Linked DNA regions of Mus musculus: region 2 is linked to region 1. The links are chromatin contacts, called in public promoter capture Hi-C maps. All regions are on one chromosome and are shown on one strand. The core of a region is the stretch at or near the end of the contact, and the rest is flanking DNA. Distances in the headings are between cores, read along the strand shown.

Region 1 (2,971 bases), core at 321-2,820:
GAAAGTAGACTGATTTTTTTTTTAACATGGTTTTTGTCGGCCTTAAACACAGCAGTGAGGCTGGAGATTAGAACCACACTTGCAGGACAGTAGGAATATGAACTAGACTTGGAAGAAGATGAAGTGTGCACTAAATCATTCATAATTTGTGCTGAGCTGAGCTTAGGGAGTCTTTAAGATAGAATGCAAAGTTTCCTCTGGCTGGTAGTAAGAGAAGCTGAGAGACAGAGCCCAGCCCAGGAGCCCAGGGCAGTTCCAAGTAGGTGAGGGGACCATGACCTGGGGAATGAACAGAATTGTTAAGAAGGGTTTTGACCAGGATCCAGGACAGTGTTTTGTTATTGTTGTTTTTCCTTTTGAGACAGGGGCTTACTGTATAGACCAAGATGGCCTGGGGCTCACAGATCTCCATCTGCCTCTGCTTCCCCAATACTGAGGTTAAAACTATGTACTACCATGCCCTAAACATGGGAAACAGCCACTTCTGGAAAAGCCACTTTCTGCTATGGCTTATGTGGCCTTTTTTCTCCCCCCCCCCACCCTCTGAAGAGACAGACCCCTCCTAGACCTAGGGAAGATGTAGACCCAGCCTGGAAGCTGGAATTTCCATTGGCCGAGGAGCCAGAGGCCCACAGGGCAAGGGTGCAGCTCATCTGCAGGGCGGTTGCAGCTCATTGGGGTTATTGGTGGAGTTGATGAAGACAGTCCGAGTCAGCGTCTGAGAAGTTTCTTCAAGTGGGCTGGGATGGAAAGCCATTGAGCTGTTTCAAGGATGGGAGGGCTGGGGCGGTGGCAGCCTGGGGTTTCCAGCTGTTCTGCTTGCTGCCTTCTTCATGTTGCTTATGTGCAGATAGATACTCATGCCCAGCTGGGCCCTGACTGACTGGGTGGATCTTCCTTGCAGAGGATGGAGAGGCTGTGAGCAGCTCCTACGAGTCCTACGATGAGGACGAGAACAGCAAAGGCAAGGCTGCCCCCTACCAGTGGCCCTCGCCCGAGGCCAGCATTGAGCTGATGCGTGATGCCCGCATCTGTGCCTTCCTGTGGCGCAAGAAGTGGCTAGGCCAGTGGGCCAAGCAGCTCTGTGTGATCAGGGACACCAGGCTCTTGGTCAGTCCTTATCTTCTCTATTGGGGTATGGGGGGAGGGGCTGTGGGAGAGGGGGCTTACTCCCCATAAGACACTGGGGGAGGTTAGAACCTTTGATATCAGGAGAGTTTAACATTTCCCTAGCTTAAGATAATGTTCAAAATCCTGCAAATGAAGATTAATGTATTTTGCCTGAATTAGGAAGATAGAGTAGTTTTTAATTAAACTCTCATAGCAGGAAAGTTGCTGTCCCCACCCCATCCCTTGCATCTTGCTTGTTTTAAGGCAGGGGCAGGGGTGAGGCAGGGTCTCGCCATGCAGCCCAGACAGGCCTTGAACTTGTCACCCTCTTGCCCCAGCATCTCTAGGGCTGGCATCACAGACATGTGCCAACACATGGCCTCTGTGCATCCTCCTTTTTTGGAGAGCTACATCGTCCCCAGTGGCTTCCTCAGCTCAGCTCCAGCCCCAGTTCTGGCTGCTGCTTTGGTCTGAGCAAGCTGAGAACTATTGGAACTGTCCCAAGAATTACAAAACTCAGAGCCACCCATTCTAAGTCAAAAACCTGTAGAGGAACCAGAGACTGGACTCTGACAATAGCCCCATTTCCTGACATTTTAAATTAAAATTCACTAGGTGTGGTCGGTCAGCTGCTCTAGAGTATGGGGCAAGATAATTTGGGTCTCAGGACTGTAGGGCAGACTGGGCATCACAGCAGAACCTTATCTCAAAAACAGAACAAAAACAGACAGCTTTGTGCCCTGACCTATAATCTCACACGGTCTTTATAAATATCTTTCCTCTGGTCACAATATGTCTACCTCAGTTCAGATGTTGTTTTGGGTCATCTTGCCTTGCTGTTCATTTTACAACAAGAGACCGAAGGGCAACATGTCTTCTCTGATAGAGGATGATGGTCCCTTCCTTAGAGTTCTGTTGCCTGGTAAGCTAGACCATAGCTTGGCTTTCCTGCCCAGTGGATCTTCTGCTGAAAAAGCTAAGGCATGCAGAGAGGTAGAGAAATAGAATAAACATGTGTCCTACTGTGGAGAAGTGAATCCTGTCTACAGGGGACAGAGAGTCCTGTGTCACTTAGGTAATGCGTTCTGAGAAACATGTCCTTAGGTGATGTCATAGTTAGTGTCATAGTTTGTTCTTACTCAAACAAAGACAACTGTGCCATTGAGGGATACAAGATTAGGAAGCCACTGTATATCACTGCACTCCATCACTGACTAGAACGTCACTAAGTGGCACACGGCTGTATTTGAGGAGCCCCCTGCTCTGAGGCCAGAGAAATAGAGAACCATTGAATAATGCAAGTCCTGGAACATCCCTGGCAAAGTCAGGAACAAAGAGCTTGAAGGAGAGGGAGAGGGAGAGGGAGAGGGAGAGGGAGAGGGAGAGGGAGAGGGAGAGGGAGAGGGAGAGGGAGAGGGAGAGGAGACACAGACAGACAGACAGACAGACAGACATAGAGACAGACTGAGACTGATGGAGGTTAAAGCCCCCGGCCTGCTTAGGGTATCCAGCCCTATGACTTAGAGATAAGATCAGGCTCACGCAGGAGAGGGGTGCACTCCAGTGTCCAAGGGTCTCTCCTTTGCAGAATCTACCACTGTACAAAATAGCATCCCTTCTCTTCCAGTGCTACAAATCGTCCAAAGACCACAGTCCTCAGCTGGACGTGAACCTGCGGGGCAGCAGCGTCGTGCACAAGGAGAAGCAAGTGCGGAAGAAAGGACACAAGCTCAAGATCACACCGATGAACGCTGACGTTATCGTGCTGGGCCTGCAGAGCAAGGACCAAGCTGAGCAGTGGCTTCGGGTAAGTGGGATGGGCCGAGCCGCTTCCTCCAGTGCTCGAGGGAAGGGCCCCTGG
Region 2 (2,971 bases), core at 273-2,772, 260 kb before region 1:
TGAAGTCAAGACTCCTCAGAGAGTGGACATCTGTGCTAGGGGTTGGCCCACCCTACCCTTAACTGCTCCCAAACTTTGGGAAGTGGCTCTCATCCTTTCCAAGTAACAAGGCAGGTTGACAAAACTGTTGTGTCACCAAAATCCTCATTAAAGGCCAACAGGCTGGGCTGGGGAGTCGGCTCAGTCAGTAAGGACCTGAATTCAGTCTCAAACACCCGTGTAAAACAAAGCTGAGCCTGGTGGCACACTCACAATTCCAGTCCTGAGTGGGAAGAAACAGGTAGATCCCTGGGCCTCCCAAGCAAGCCTGTTTGGCAAGTTTTGGTCAAATGAGAGAATTTTTCTTAGAAACAACAACAAACCCCCACAAGATGTATGGTATGTGAACATGACCCAAGGTTACCTTCTGACTGACACACACACACACACACACACACACACAGAAAGAGAGAGAGAGAGAGAATGAACAAGGTGAATTTTCCAACTTCTTGAAGAAAGGACATGCAGGCAGGGGGTGGGAGGGGTCACCCTACCGTGAGACATGCCTTGGCACGGACTTTGAGGTGGTGGCTTCTCTGCACCACAGTCACAGTTCAGTGTAGGCTGAGAAGGAGGGGCCCATGACAGTGTCAAAGTCGAAACACTAACCATTTTCCAAAGCCAGCATTGAAGAGCCAGAGAATTTTCCAGAAGTTTCACTGATCCCAGTGGCATGGAACACTTCCCATTGTGGTTGGGCTGGTCTGGGTGCATGGCAGCTGACAGCAGGCCAGCTTCCCATTGCATTGTGTGTGGAGCTGTGGGCGATGCAGGCCCAGAGGAATGTTGATCCCTCACTGGCAGGAGCTTCGAACTCAAGGGCAAATTTTGTTAATCATGTAGAGAGTGAATATTTGTTGTTCATGATCTCTTTTCCCTGAAACATGGTTTCGCACAGAGTGACAGGACTCATGTTGCTAAGGTCCTGACATGATTAATATTGTTATGGTCCACTGTACCCAGGGGCAACAGGAGTGAGTCTGGGTCCCACTATAATCAAGCAGGCTGACTTGTTTGAATAATTTAGGCTTATCAAGGAAGATGCTAGCAACACCACCACCCAAAACCAAAAAAGCAAAAAGCCACCTACAGAGAAACTGTGGTCCAGGGTTGGAGCCTCAGACTTTAGCAAGCAGAGCCTCCTGGGATGGGGAGCAGGGGTGGGGGGAGCTTGTGAAATTCAGAGTTCTAAATCCCTAACCCCAGAATTTCTGATCCCCTAGTTCTAGCACAGAGCCTGACTCTGTTCAGGGAATCTTTATGGTCCTGGTCCAGGAACTACACTTTGACCTCGTGTGGTTGGTCCACAGTTTCTGTGGATACAAGAATTGATCCTGCAGGTGGCTCCTCATTTTTATATCACTAATGTCTCCATTCCCCCTGAAAAACCTCATCTTGCTCAATGACCAAGTGACAAAGACAAAGTAAGAGACATCTACTGGCCTGAGGCTCTGCCGTGTAGAGCAAAGCCGTGTTACATAATAGAGCCAGCCTCCTGTGACCTCTTTGCAGCCAAGAAACTGCTGTCATTTCCTGATCCTGGGTGTGCACAGAGTGAGTGGAAGTTATTGGCATGGCAGCCGACAGTAGGCCAGCTTCCCATTGCATTGTGAGGTAGTTTTTGTGAGGTGTGTTGGAGCTCATTGTAACTGAAGGAAGGAGGCATTGGTTTCTGCCACGATACAAGTGTGACCAGATATGTGCAGGTGACCTGTTGTCCAGGTGTGATCCAGGTGTGTACAATATGCACAGGTGCCTCGTTCTCCAGGTATCATTTACTGTTTGGGGACCATGCTTTCTGGGTTGACGGAGTTCTCTGGAACTCTTGGGTAAAAGACAATACATTTGGTGTTTGGCTCTCCAAAGCTACAACTCTCTGTTTAGTCTTTGGAGAGCTGAAATACATTACTTTAAAAGCGTGGGTGTTTTGTTCATTGCTACTAAATCCTGTCTATACCCAAGGCATCTGTATCCTTTGCCTTTCCATTCTTTCTGCTGCTCCGTATTTAAAACACTATGAGAGACTAAGAACAGCGGATGGATATTAAAAACAGCAGGGCTATTCCCCACTGGAATGCCCAATGGAAAATGGGAAAGAGATTTGAGAAGCCCCCAGAAAAACAACAGGGGTTCTGGGTCCCTGGGAAGAGAGAAGGCCCCACAGATGGTGGACACATTAGATGGGTGTCTCCTCTTCATAGGTCCCCATCTCAGTAGCCAGTCAGGGGTCAAGAGAATTGGATCTGATAGCAGGAACGGAATCTGCTGGGCTGTGGGTTTGAGCATGTGCCCCACTGCTCTTGCTAACCAAGAGGACCCAGCCTAGGCTTGAACTACAGCAGTGTGATTCCAGTAATGACCTTGATCAAATCAATTTTATTGAAGTCTGTTTCCTGTTGGTTTTGGGGGGGGTGGTAATCTGTTCACTTGCTGTCTATTTTGGGGTCTCTTGTAACTCAGGCTGACCTCAAAAATCCTCAGAAAGATGACCTTGAACTCTGACCTTCCTGCCTTAGTCTCCCAAGTGCTGGAATTATCACTGTGCACCACCTGACACACAGTTTGTGGGTACCATGGAAGCTCTGAGATGCTCTTACCTTTAGTAAGTTGTTAGTGCTGGGAGGGATGCTGGTAAAACCTGAAAGGTGGAAGACAGAGGTGTTGTGTAGGGACTCAAAGAAACAAAGAATTTTGTATTGAAGAAAGAGAAAGGGGCTTTATGGGACAGGGAGCAGAGAAGATGAGCCTTTAGGGTTCTGTAAACCTCTTAAAGAGGGAACTGACTTGGTGGTTGATTCAGTTTGCATCTGCAACACTGTATCTACTCCCGAGTAATTACCACTGAACATTGAGTGAGCCAGTGAGTGAATGGGCACTGTGGTGCTGTGTGTGGGTCCATGGGTCAGAGGTGTTCAGTGTTTAGACTTGTTGG

Evidence for each region. Capture Hi-C pulls out chosen DNA fragments and counts their contacts.
Region 2: a promoter capture Hi-C map of adipose tissue shows a contact between it and region 1. The contact joins two enhancer-like sites. A contact is called at or near these places in 3 of 484 Hi-C or Micro-C datasets (CD4 T cells, CD8 T cells and pre-pro-B cells), 2 of 115 datasets of contacts at active chromatin or transcription factors (embryonic stem cells and pancreatic cancer cells) and 2 of 9 other capture datasets (adipose tissue and liver).

Annotation. Positions count from the first base shown.
Region 1 is chr19:56,928,195-56,931,165 of GRCm38.p6, reverse strand. It overlaps Afap1l2 (actin filament associated protein 1-like 2), which reads left to right. Exons shown (of 19, transcript NM_001177797.1): 6 at 905-1,110; 7 at 2,738-2,917. Among named protein-coding and RNA genes, the nearest start is that of Gm38597, 48 kb to the left of the region's middle. Within about 2 kb of position 1,570, at least 13 of the 459 cell types and tissues checked have an H3K27ac peak or open chromatin away from gene starts, as enhancers often do. A contact at or near this core is called in adipose tissue, where this site is marked.
Region 2 is chr19:57,187,327-57,190,297 of GRCm38.p6, reverse strand. The region is part of intron 1 of Ablim1 (actin-binding LIM protein 1); the gene reads left to right. Among named protein-coding and RNA genes, the nearest start is that of Ablim1, 27 kb to the left of the region's middle. Within about 2 kb of position 1,522, at least 25 of the 459 cell types and tissues checked have an H3K27ac peak or open chromatin away from gene starts, as enhancers often do. A contact at or near this core is called in adipose tissue, where this site is marked.